Regions from separate parts of the Mus musculus genome. Here region 1 is linked to region 2. A link is a contact called in public Hi-C data. All regions are on one chromosome and are shown on one strand. Each heading gives the region's core, a stretch centred on a gene start, on an enhancer-like site or on the middle of the called end of the contact. The rest is flanking DNA. Distances are from core to core; before and after follow the strand shown.

Evidence for each region. A called contact is a pair of places that touch in the nucleus more often than the background predicts.
Region 1: a contact with region 2 is called in a Hi-C map of peritoneal macrophages, with 10 times the contacts expected there. The contact joins the promoter of Siglecf here to the promoter of Ctu1 in region 2. A contact is called at or near these places in 1 of 39 promoter capture datasets (pre-B cells), 3 of 484 Hi-C or Micro-C datasets (granulocyte-monocyte progenitors, large pre-B cells and peritoneal macrophages) and 2 of 9 other capture datasets (liver and macrophages).

What each region holds. Positions count from the first base shown.
Region 1 is chr7:43,349,946-43,356,902 of GRCm38.p6, forward strand. Siglecf (sialic acid binding Ig-like lectin F) reads left to right here and starts at 1,396. Exons shown (of 10, transcript NM_145581.2): 1 at 1,396-1,475; 2 at 1,579-1,639; 3 at 1,702-2,064; 4 at 2,223-2,501; 5 at 2,677-2,724; 6 at 5,031-5,282; 7 at 5,382-5,684; 8 at 5,955-6,054; 9 at 6,356-6,491. The coding sequence starts at 1,603.
Region 2 is chr7:43,669,742-43,675,936 of GRCm38.p6, forward strand. Ctu1 (cytosolic thiouridylase subunit 1) reads left to right here and starts at 2,290. Exons shown (of 3, transcript NM_145582.1): 1 at 2,290-2,334; 2 at 5,363-5,905. The coding sequence starts at 5,398. It also overlaps a transcript of Siglece not described here.

The DNA of each region.
Region 1 (6,957 bases), core at 146-2,645, 320 kb before region 2:
GCTGGTAGTCTTGATTCTATAAGAGAGCAGGCTGAGCAAGCCAGGGGAAGCAAGCCAGTAAGGAACATCCCTCCATGGCCTACTCATCAGCTCCTGCTTTCTGACCTGCTTGAGTTCCAGCCCTGACTTCCTTGGTGATGAACAGCAGTATGGAAGTGTATGCCAAATAAACTCTTTCCTTCCCAACTTGCTTCTTGGGCATGATGTTTGTGCGGGAATAGAAACCCTGACTAAGACAGGGAGTCTTCGCCCCATGTCTTCCTGTGGATGCCCTGTGTAAGTCTGTGTCTCTGGTGGTTAACCTCTATTGGAAACTTGAGGTCCAGACTCGCCTGGGACATGGGCCCTCAGCATGCCTTGGGTGATTATCATGATTAGATTAACTGAAGTGAGGAAACCCACCCACTTCTGGTTTCATAGGTTAGGATCCTAGACTATACAGTGACCTGAGAATAGTCCGTCACTTCTCACTCTGCTTCCTGACTGAAGGTGAAGTATGGCCAACCACTGTACACTCCTGTAGCCATGCCTTCACCATCACAATGGATTGCAACCTCCAACTCTGAGCCAACAGAAACTATTTTTGTTTTTAAGTTGCTTTTATCTGGATATTCTATAACAGCAACAGAAAAGTTATTTAGGCAATTAGAGTTCCAGTCTCCTCCTCTTCTTTATACATTAAACAACTATTGAATTTTGAATTCCCCCCCCCCCTCTCTCTCTGCCCACCACGGTTTGAGTGTGCCACCAAGCAGTAGTAGGGGGTCAAAGGGCAACTTTTGAGAGTTAGTTCATTCTTTCCACAATGTGAGTGGCTGGCCAATGTCTTTACCTGCTGAGCCATGTCCCTGATCATCAACCTTTTCCTTTTTTAAAAAAATTATTTATTCATTCATTTTACATCCCAATATCAGCCCCGCTCTCCTCCCAGTACCCACTGTACCCACTCACACAGACTCTTCCCCCATCCTCCCTTCTCCTCTGAGAAAGGAGAGACCTCTGGGTATCATACCACACCCCTACCACCACTATCCTCCGCCCCCCAGCACCTCACACACACACAGTGCATCAAGTCACTGCAGGACTGGGTGCATCCTCTTCCACTGAGGCCAGACTAGGAGGCCCAGTTATGAAAATGGATCCACACGCAGGCAACAGACTCAGGGAGGGTTCCAGTTGTTGGGGAACCCACATGAAGATCAAGCTGCAGATCTGCTACATATGGGGTAGGGGACCTAGGTCCAGTCTGTGTTCCCTCTGTGCATTAACCTCTTTCTTAATACAAACAAATGAGAAACAAATGCTACAGTTCAGGAGTGGAGGGTGGGTCTTCCTCATCGACTTTGCCTCCCATGATGATACACATGAAAAGTGGAAGTGTTTACTTTCCAGGGCCTTGATAGTGCTGATAACCTGTGGGTGGAAAGTTCCCTCTCTGTGGTCAGTCACTCTGTCTCTCTTCATTCCTGGACTAGGTTAGTAGGACGACTTCTCAGTCCTGTGACATTGAAGCCTGTGACCCTCACCCCAGGGATCCACTTCAAACTGATCAAGTTTTCTTTCTCTGGCCACCCACAGGAACCTAGAGCCTTTCACTGTGTGATGCGGTGGGCATGGCTGCTGCCCCTGCTGTGGGCAGGTGAGTGGGAACAGGGACCGGGCTAGTGGGACAGGACCAAGATAACCCTCATTTCTTTGCAGGGTGCCTGGCTACGGACGGTTATTCGCTCTCAGTGACTGGTTCAGTGACAGTGCAGGAGGGCCTGTGCGTCTTTGTAGCCTGCCAAGTCCAGTACCCCAATTCCAAAGGTCCTGTCTTTGGCTACTGGTTCCGGGAGGGGGCCAATATATTCAGCGGCTCTCCAGTGGCTACAAATGACCCACAGCGATCAGTACTGAAGGAAGCTCAAGGTCGATTCTATCTCATGGGGAAGGAAAATAGTCATAATTGCTCCCTGGACATCAGAGATGCACAGAAAATCGACACAGGGACGTACTTCTTCAGATTGGATGGTTCTGTGAAATACAGTTTTCAGAAGTCAATGCTCTCTGTGCTTGTGATAGGTAAGTGAAGAGGGGATATGTGGAGGTCCTTGTTCTAAAAGCCTTTGGGTGCCCTGGAGACCGCATAATGAGGTTGGTTGGGAGAGAAGCCTGGCTTGAAATAGGGTCATACATAGTGATCCCCAGCACATCTTGTGTCTCTATTTCTCTCTGTCCAGCTCTGACTGAGGTCCCTAACATCCAAGTCACATCTACCCTGGTGTCTGGCAATTCTACCAAACTGCTCTGTTCTGTGCCCTGGGCCTGTGAGCAGGGGACACCCCCCATCTTTTCCTGGATGTCATCTGCCCTCACTTCCCTGGGCCACAGGACCACCCTCTCCTCAGAGCTGAACCTCACACCCAGGCCTCAGGACAATGGCACCAACCTCACCTGCCAGGTGAACTTACCTGGCACTGGTGTTACTGTGGAGAGGACTCAACAGCTCAGTGTCATCTGTGAGTGTCCAGACCTGGGTCTCTGGGGAGGGGAGATTAGGGGTGTGGGATGGAGGGGTTAGAACTGGGTGATGGTTCCTGAATGCTAAGACTGTGGGAGGAGAAAAGACCAATGGGGTGGAATACCTGCAGCCATCTTTCCTCTGAAAGCAAACAACCATATGTGTCTATGCAGATGCTCCACAGAAGATGACCATCAGGGTGTCCTGGGGAGATGACACAGGTAGAGTCAAATTTCTCCTCCCTGGGATGGGTACAGGGACTGCCTCTGCAGGAGATGAGCAGGTATTCTGGACCTCAGGCAGGAGGAAGCTCAGGATTCCCCCACCCCTTACTCATATACTGCAGTCTCCCCATTATATCAGTTATCAGGGTTCCAATATATGGATTGTAGTGAAATATAATTCTGCCGATATAAAAATTTAATAATAATAGTTCTTGATATCTAATGACTCCTGTCTTGGTTGACCATACACAGATATCCTTGCATGCACATTTAAACACCCATATACATGCACACACATACACATACACACACACACACACACACACACACACACACACACACACACATACACACACACACATCTTCTTCACACACCACTTTGCAATTTTATCATTTTTAGTTCATTCTTTAATTTTTACTTATTTATACAGGATGGAATTATACCACTGAGCTAAACCCTAGACACTTTTTAAAAAGAGGTTCCTAAAGAAATTAACTCCCCTCAAAAGCCAGGCCCCAAACTGAACTCAAAGTTACAGGAAGCCAGCTCTCTGGAGATTACGGAAGCAAAGCAACTGATCTCAACCCCAGACACCCAGTGGGTGCAAAAAGAGACAAGGACCTCCCCAGTTTCAAAACAGCTTGGCTAAGGAAAGCAGCTAACTTCCTTATTCGGCTCCTCTTTCCTGTCCTTAGCCACAAAACCCCCAGCTTGAAGTATATAACCTGCACCCTACTGAACTCTGGTCATTGTGTTTCTGAGTCCGTTCCCTGATCACTGAGTCCCGTTCCCTGATCACTGTGTAGCCCAAAGAAACCCTCTGGGATTAAATAAAGCCTGCCCTAGGTGTTTGAGGTTGTCTAGAGTCTCAGCTCTTGTGCCTTCCTATAAACCTAATTCTTACTTATGCTTGTAGTTCCTCCACAATCAAACTCACACCGCCACAATACATGTGTCGGTCAATGGCAAGGGACTGAATTAATTTTTCCCTCCTTAAACTTAGTTTTCTTGGAGATTTCCTCCTTCACACATATGACTGACACCATGGTTTTCTAGTGCTATGGTAATGCATTTACCCACTCATCTCTTGACAGAACACTGGCAGTCCTTGCCTTTTATTCAATAAATGACTTACATGAAAACTTTCTACATTTGTGAACATGTCTACAAATTTTTTTTTTCCTAAGGAAGGAAATCCCAGAACAGAGGATCATTTGTATTTCCCATACATAACTGCCAAACTGCACAGCATGGACTTTGTCTTATTCACATTTCCGGGAACAATATCTTTTCTTAACAAATAGACCCACCCTCCTGATGTCATGTGTGAAGTCGCTGTATTTTTCATTCACATTATCATCCGCTCAAGAAACTGAGTCTCTCTTATGGTGTTTATGCTGTTTATAGTCTGTGAATGTGGCTCAGTTCATAGAGTATTATCCTAGCATGCAAGAAATCCAGGGCTGAATCGCCAGCATTGTATAAACCAAGCACGGCAATCACACGCCTGAAATCCCAACACTGAGAGATTTTGAGAGAGAACTTGAGAGGTTTAGAAGTCACCTTCAAAGTCACCCTCACCTACATAGTGAGTCTGAAGCTGCCTGAAATATTCAAGACCCTCTCTCACAAAAAAAAAAGAAAGAAAAGATATTAACAATAAATTGTATTTATTGGTCTGTGACAATTTCCAAAGTCATCTAAAGAGAGATTTCTGTTAAGGAGGCAGCTGTTTGCCAGGTGGAGGGACGTTTCAGGATCCTTTGCCTATCGTTGGGTGATGTTGCCTCACTGTGGACAGAACACTGTAGCATTGCCTCTGGTCAGCTTCACTGTTCTTCATGTCCCTATCAGCACTCCTCCTCCTCCTCCTCCTCCTCCTCCTCCTCCTCCTCCTGGAATCTCCCTGGGCTTTTAGGATAGCTCCACCATGAAACCCATCACTGTGCCGGTACCTGCTTTGGGCACCTGTCCCCAGGTCTGTGAGCTCCTGGGATGCAGCTGAATGAGTCAGGCCTTAGTGAGATGTTCTTGAGAGACCAGGGCAAGTAGGGCATCTGACTTGACAGATGCCCAGGAGGGAAGAGTGGGACCCAGGTAGGTTCTGATAAGCTTCACACTGCTAAGAGCTATTGTCTGTCTTCACTCTTTATGGTGTGAGGCCATCAGCCAGCAGAAAGAGAGAGAGAGAGAGAGAGAGAGAGAGAGAGAGAGAGAGAGAGAGAGAGAGAGAGAAGAAAAAAGGAGGAGAAAGGCAGAATGCCCTCTGCAACCAAGCTCAGTCTTCTGTCTGCCTCCTCAGGAACTAAAGTCCTGCAGAGTGGAGCATCTCTGCAGATCCAAGAGGGTGAGTCCCTGAGCCTGGTCTGTATGGCTGACAGCAATCCCCCTGCCGTGCTGAGTTGGGAGCGCCCGACCCAAAAGCCCTTCCAGCTCTCTACCCCCGCGGAACTGCAACTGCCACGGGCGGAGTTGGAGGACCAGGGAAAATACATCTGCCAAGCTCAGAACAGTCAGGGTGCTCAGACAGCCTCTGTGAGCCTCAGCATAAGGAGTGAGTTGGAAAATGATGGGGGTGGGGTGGGGGTGGGGGCATGGTGATCACAGCCTGGGAAATCCCCACTGATCCCTCTCCTTGTGTTTCACTCCCCAGGCCTTCTACAGCTGCTGGGACCCTCCTGCTCCTTCGAGGGTCAAGGTCTGCACTGCAGCTGCTCCTCCAGAGCCTGGCCTGCCCCCTCCCTGCGCTGGCGGCTGGGGGAGGGGGTGCTGGAGGGGAACAGCAGCAATGGCTCCTTCACGGTTAAGTCCAGCTCCGCAGGACAGTGGGCCAACAGCTCCCTGATCCTCAGCATGGAATTCAGCTCTAACCACAGACTCAGCTGTGAAGCTTGGAGTGACAATAGAGTTCAGAGAGCCACTATCTTGCTGGTGTCAGGCCCAAAGGTCTCACAGGGTAAGGTGTGGAGAAACAGTGCTTTCTGTCTAGATTCCACAATGGCATGGGGAGTGAGCAAAATGGGACTAGTGTTTGTGGTTTCCTATCTGTTAGCTTGGTAGGGGGGTTGGGTGCAGGAGGCTGTAGTCACATACAAAGATAGGGAGGAAAGGACCTAGACCAAAGTGGGAGGGGACATTCTCACAAGGAAGGGATTAGAAAAAGGTTGGACGCTAAGATGCCTGCTTGGGAGGAAGACTGTTCATCACCCCAGGTCTCTCTTGTTAGCAGGCAAATCAGAAACCAGTAGAGGAACGGTCCTGGGGGCCATCTGGGGAGCTGGTCTTATGGCCTTGCTTGCTGTCTGCCTCTGCCTCATCTTTTTCACGTGAGTCTCATTTGGTGAAGGCTTCTTCTAATGACTGTTGATTGGTTAAAGGATTCCTAAAACTCAGCCCAGTGGGATGATGAGCTACTAGCAGAAACCTCCTGCTAACCTGGTCAGGTATAGATACAGTCTGTTCAAATCATATAGATCCCCATCCACTGAGGGTCTTTAATACACAGAGTAGTTCTATCTCTGGCCCCTGTACTTGGTCTTCACTGGTCCCAAATTCCATCTAGCTGAGCTGAAAAAAACAAAAACAAAAAACAAACAAAAAAACCAAAACCCTCATCTTTTTCTCCAGAGTGAAGGTCCTCAGGAAGAAATCAGCCCTGAAAGTAGCAGCTACGAAAGGCAACCATCTTGCCAAGAACCCTGCCTCCACCATAAATAGTGCAAGCATAACTTCATCCAACATTGCGTTGGGATACCCAATCCAGGTACTTAGATAGCCCAGCACATCAAAACTAAGCTTCTGTTTTCTCAAACATCTCTCTACTATCCAGCTTTCCTCCCACAGCCACAGGCTGGGGACCTGACATTTGCCCCCAACTTTCTTCTGCTACAGGTATTTGCCCAGGCCTGCCCATTGTTTCTGTTAGCAAAGCTCTTCCCAACGTAGCTACCTCCTGCCAAGCCTTCACAGTCTTTCCCTTGGCCTCAGCACTGTTCTCATCAGCCCAGAGTAAACTTTCATAAAGGAATTCTAAACACAGCTATTGAGTCTTTACAGTCCAAATATGTGTTGTCTAACAGAAATAGAATGTCAGGCTGGGTATGGTAGGACAGACCTATAGTCTCAGCCCTCAGGAGGCTGAGGCAGGAGGATGAAGAGTGTTGACCATCTGCCAGGGTGACTTATGAGCTCCTTATAAACTCATATGTGAAAAGAGAGCTCAAGTGTGG
Region 2 (6,195 bases), core at 1,040-3,539:
TCCTCACTCAAGAACTCAGAACAACTGAGACTTAAGTTCGCCAACTCATGAGCTCTCCTAGGAATCCCTAGTCCTCTGGACCTCTTAGTGTGCTCCCCCCTGAGCCCCAGACCTGGAAGTTTCTCCATTTTACACAACAACACCGACCCCAGAAAACTGCCTGCCCAGGACTTGGTCACACATTTCTTTAGGGCTGTGGAGGGGACCAACCAGATGTCTGCGTTGGTCCTTGATTCTCTGCAGTGTGGTGAAGTCTTTCTCCTTCTTCCCTTACTTAGCTGGAATCAATTTGTCTGGGATGCTGATGAAGAGGGGCTTGGCACATAAGGACCACAGGACAGAGTAGACAGGCCAGACAAGTGGGCTCGCTCTAAGCTTGCTCTATCTAAGCTCGCTCTATCTATCTAAGCTCGCTCTATCTGTGGTGCTGAAGCACTATTCCCATAGCCTAGGTCAGCAGTTCTCATGCTGTAGGCTGTGACCCTTTTGGGGTCACAGGAGTTGCTTAAGACCATTGGAAAACACAGATACACACATTATGAGTCATAAGAGCAGCAAAATTACAATTATGAGGTTGCAACAAAAATAATTTTATGACTGGGGTCACCACAACATGAGGAACTGTGTGAAAGAGTTGCAAAATTAAGAAGGTTGAGAACCACGGAGCTGAACCCAGGCTGGTAGCTCAGGGCCGTAATTCCAGCTACTTGGAGGACCGAGGCAAAGGATTATAAGTTTGAGGACTGCACTGGCCACATGGCGAGACCCTGTTTAAATTTAAAAAGCATAGAAGTGGTGCATTCTGGGGCTATAGCTCAGTATTAGAGTGCTTACCTAATACCAATACTGAGGAGTTGGGGCATGGCTCACTATTAAAACCTCTGCCTAGAGTTTCTCCAATGAGGTGCTGGGAATATACCTAGCTTAGTAATAGAGCATCCACTTAGAATCCCCTAATGAGAGGCTAGGGTGTGGCACAGTGTTAAAACCCCTGCCTAGAATTTCCCAGTAAGTTCCTGGGTAGTAAGTGGCTCAATAATCGAGTCCCTACCTAGAATCCCCTAGTGAGGGGCTGGAGTGTGGTTCGTCGGTAGAAAGCTGTCTGAAACTGGAGAATGATCCACAGTAGGAATGCTTTTCATTTCAAGTGCATAAACAGCAAACTGCAGAAAGATAATGGGGCACCAGGTCAGACATGAAACAAACATCCAGTAGAAACAGACTGGGGAAGCTGGGAACCACACACAGTCTGCAGGAGGCTGAAGAAGAGGATCCCAGGAAGACAGACTCCCAACTAACCATTCCCACCACAGATGTCCTATGGGATGAGAAGTAGCAGAGGTCTCTGGGAATGGGTCCCATCCTATCTGTGTTCAAGGATACACTATTTTTCTTCTAAGAACTTACTCTCCTGTTCTTAAGGAAGTAGCGTTTCCACTTTATTTGGCTGTTCTCTTTCACTTTCTCACAGGACCAGGAAGCCGGCTGGTGACTGAGGAAGCGGTCTTGGAGAACGCTTTAAGACAAAATGCTTGGGTCTAAAGTCGGGCTGGGACGCCAGGTTCCCGGTGACCTTAAACAGTACAAGACGACAATTTACTGATGTGTATTACAATAGCTTACATAGCTGTGTGTCATCTGGACTCCTTCCACCTTTGTGAGAAAGGAAGGAAGGAAGGAAGGAAGGAAGGAAGGAAGGAAGGAAGGAAGGAAGGAAGGAAGACAGAAAGGGGCAAGATTGCATACACCTTTTATCTTAGCACTCTGGAGGCAGATGCAGGTGGGTCTCTGAGTTCAAGGCCAGCCTGGTCTATATGGCTAGTTCCTCCAGGACAGCCTAGGCTACATGGTAAGATCCTGGGGAGAGAATCAAAGAAAGAGAGAGCAAGGGAGAGAGACACAGAGAAGAGGGAGGGGGAAACAGTAACAGAGACTGAGAAGCAAGCAAGTAGCAGAAGTATATGATAGTCCACAAAACTAGGAAATTATACTGCAGCCATTCTGATTTCAACCACTTCTGATTTCAACTTCCCTTCTGGTGACCTCGCGTTGCCGGACAACATCAGGATTCTGGGCTCGGTTCCCAGGCCCTGGTGTGCGCCCTACAGAGTCGGCCCGTGGGGAGGCATTTGGCAGAAGGAAAGCTGTACTCTCAAGTGTTTCTGGGAATTGGAGTCCAAGCTGCTGTAGAGTTACAGGCCCGCGTCTGGAGCTGTTGCATTCTGGAAGTCGTAGGCAAAGCAGTTCAAGGCCTTATGGGAATTGTAGTCCCAGGGCATTTTTCCGCTCCAGGCTTCCGCGTGGCAGGCAGAGTACTCAGCTCGTTCCACTCAGGTTAGTGTTCCTCTTCCTCCGGTTCCTACGGGCTTGGGGCCATGGTGCCACGGGAGAGCTGAAGGTCTTTCTAGAGATTTGGCACTCGCTTTTATGATTGTCAACTCGCGTTCTGGCCAGGATCTCCTAGTCTGGTCTCTTGCCAGGCCGCTTTGTTCATTTGGTGGTAACAGATCATCTGCCTTCTCTTGCCCCTGTTAAATATGTTCTGGTGACGCCTCTTCTGCCCTTTAGGAGAGTTGGCCACCCGGAGGCACCCCTGAAATTTGTTTTGTAGATCAGGCTAGCCTGGAACTTGCAGAAATTCAACTGCCACTTCCTCTTGAGTGTTGGGATTAAAGGCGTGCACCACCACGCCTGTTATTACCTCGGGGGTTTGCCGCCAGTCTGTACACAATTCTTTCCCCCATCATCCCAGATACTTACTTAATTAGCATAAGCCCTGTTCGCTCCGTCAGCTAAAGACTACTGATATATCTATCAACCAGGTTCCCTCCATGATCTCAGGGCTACTACTGATGTGGTATCCCCCTTTTCTGTTTCTGCGTGTGTCTGTAAGCTACTCCTTACAATAGCAACCCCCTCACAGGATTAGATGACTGAGAACAGAGAGTGTATTTACACGCCATTCTGCATAAATGCGGGGGTAGAAGGTGGTGGGCACTCTCAGGAGACAGATAAGCCAGGCAGAAGGGACAGATTTGGGGAGCACTTGAAAGGTGCCCTGCAAGGATCCTAAGTGGGTCGTTAGGAGGTCAAGCCTGGAGGCACCTCTGAGCCTGATGATTCTAGGGCTTGCTGGGCAGGGCGTGAGGAGAAGTGAGGAGAGACTGGTGTGAACCTAATCCGGGCGAGAGGAAGGGGAGAAACAAAGGCTGAGGAGGATAGTTCAAGGGGCAGTGCTCAGCCAGGAGAGTTAGGGGAGTCTTGAGGGCTGCTTGCTGGGTTCAGTGATCAGAAAGAACTCTTTGGGCCAGAGGAAAGGAGTGTTCCTGGGATACTTGAGAGCATTCTGGAAAGGAGCCACGGGGCCTCCCAAGCATCATTCACGGACCTGTCAAAAAGGTAACTGGGCTGGATCTGCAGGTTGTTATATGCAAATTGTCGTGAAGGAGGGGAGGCCAAGGCAGAGACCAGTGACCCAGACAAGCAGGCTGTGCCAGTGTTCTGAGTTGTGCAGGATAATCAAACAATGAGGGTCACCTTAGAATGTAATCGGGCTCCAAGGCAGCAAGGAGGTCCAGCCTCAATGAACTGAACGTCAGGCTCTTTCTTTTTATTTAGCGTTTACTTTAGGTTGTGTCTCCTTTAGGACAGGTACTTCTGGGCAGCAGAAAAACTTTTAAAATAAAATAAGAATTAGGTTGCATAGTTAAATAATATGTGAAGATTTAGGTGGAGGTAGTCTTTTTTTTTCTTCACAAAAGTTGTTTTTTTTGGGGGGGGGGGTTAAAAAGTTTCTCAAACCAAAACTCCTCATCAAAGGAAACATCACACCCCTGAAACTTTGGTCCCTCTTGTGGACTGTTTGCTGTACTCAATAATGCAAGACATCGCATATGTATCAGGACTGTCTTGTACCAAGTCATGCCAAGGCCCTAAAGCTCCTTCAGAAAACAACTTCATAGACAATAGAAAATGATCTACGTCTTCTGCGATGACGTCTTCAAGGTCAAAGTACTTCTAGAGAACAATTCATTTTGATGTCTATTCTTGGTACACTGAAAGACAACCATTTCATTCTAAAGTTTACCCTAGATACAGCGATTTACTAGAATTCTTTTTTTTTTTTTTTTTTTGGTTTTTCGAGGCAGGGTTTCTCTGTATAGCCCTGGCTGTCCTGGAGCTCACTTTGTAGACCAGGCTGGCCTTGAGCTCAGAAATCCGCCTGCCTCTGCCTCCCAAGTGCTGGGATTAAAGGCGTGCGTTACCACTCCTGACGAGTTACTAGAATTCTACTGCAGCCCTGGCCATGGAGTAGGTGGGAAGTGTCTGGCATCTGAGGCCACAGAAGGATTGGCTGTATCCTTTTAGGGGATCTGAGCATGAGTTCTGAGGATGGACTAGGGACCTTTGGAGAACAAGTCAAGACTGGACTTTGAATTTTGAGCCCCACACAGGATGAGTGACCAGAGTGGTCCTAGACCTCAGGGCTTCTAGTCTGAGCATCTGGAAGGACAGACCTGAGCTCCACTGCAGGACACCATTCGGTGAAAGGAATCAGGGAGGTCGGAGTTGAGATGCAGTGCTCAGTGGTACCGGTCCTGACCTCATGGAAGTTCCTGACAGTAAACAAATATTTGCCAGATCATTCTGGTCATTGTGGTAAATCCCAGGGACAGCCTGACCTGTTCTGAAAGGCGGGATGCTCCCGGGTAGTCCACGCTGGAGATGAGGTGGTCTGGGGGAGAGGCCTGAGCTTGGAGAGATTTTACTGATTCATTACAGCTGGTGATGTAGAGGAGATGCACGCAGCTTCTGTGTGCCTAGAAGAGGCCACTATGCCTTCCAGGGGAAGCAATCAGGACCTCATGCGGGGTTCCAGTATCTTACCTCCCCTACTAAAATCCAAACATCTGGAGCCCTCTGCTTCCGAGTAGCAAGCTCTTCCGGGATCTGGTCAGCTCTGGAAGTTGTCTATGATTGAGACTGTAGCAAGAGTGACTGCAAAACTGTGCTCCATTTCCTAAAACAGACACAATTCCATTCTGTCTATCCTTTGCATGGCTTCCCCCTCTGTCTCCCTGAAACCCTGTCGTCGGGTTTTTATTTTCTTGGTATAGGAAGAAGCTGCCCTTCCCGTGGGCTCCCCTGTGTCAGGGCCACTCAGTAGGACGCCATCTCCACAGCCTCCCCACAACACAGACTATCCGTGTGATCCACTTCTTTCTCCCCTCAGCTCTGAAATGCAGATATCCTGGATAACCAGCTTCCCTTTTGGGTATCTTGTGTGGTCCCCTCCCCTCTTCTCTCCCGTCAACCCTGCAGTGTAGACTCCCCAGATGACTCCCTTCTCTCTCCTCCACAGTGTAGACCTCTCAGACGACCCAGTTCTCTTTCAAGATGCCCGCCCCGACGTGCTTCTCCTGTCACAAGACCCGTGCTGCCCTCCGTCGCCCACGTTCTGGGCAGGCGCTGTGCGGCTCCTGCTTCTGTGCTGCCTTTGAGGCTGAGGTGCTACATACAGTGCTTGCCGGGCACCTGCTGCCGCCGGGCGCTGTAGTGGCCGTGGGTGCCTCTGGTGGCAAGGACTCCACAGTGCTGGCACACGTGCTGCGTGAGCTTGCGCCCCGCCTGGGCATCACCCTGCACCTGGTGGCGGTGGATGAGGGCATCGGCGGCTACCGGGACGCCGCGCTGGAGGCAGTGCGCAGTCAGGCGGCGCGCTGGGAGCTGCCGCTCACCATCGTGGCCTACGAAGATCTCTTCGGGGGCTGGACGATGGACGCCGTGGCCCGCAGCACCGCAGGCTCCGGCCGCAGTCGCTCCTGCTGCACCTTCTGCGGGGTGCTGCGGAGGCGCGCGCTGGAGGAGGGTGCGCGCCTTGTGGGAGCTACACATATTGTGACAGGTGAGCACTGGTGTGCAGCAGGAACGGTGTGGGTGTGGAAGAGTAGTGTGCCAGGAAGTGCAAGATAGTGGGGTGGGCTGGGGTCTCCACTCCCCCCCCCCCCTTTATGGTGCTGAGAACTTCCACTGTCCCTCCTTTTTATCTCTGGGTTCTGAGTGTTCGTTCCAACGCCCACCTCCACTCTCCCAGGCCCCAGTGTCTCTATGGTCCCTTTTACATTTTCTCCTTAGGGAGGATCTACCGGGTCCTCTCATCTGCTCCAGGGGTTCCCGGCCTCTTCTCCACTTTTC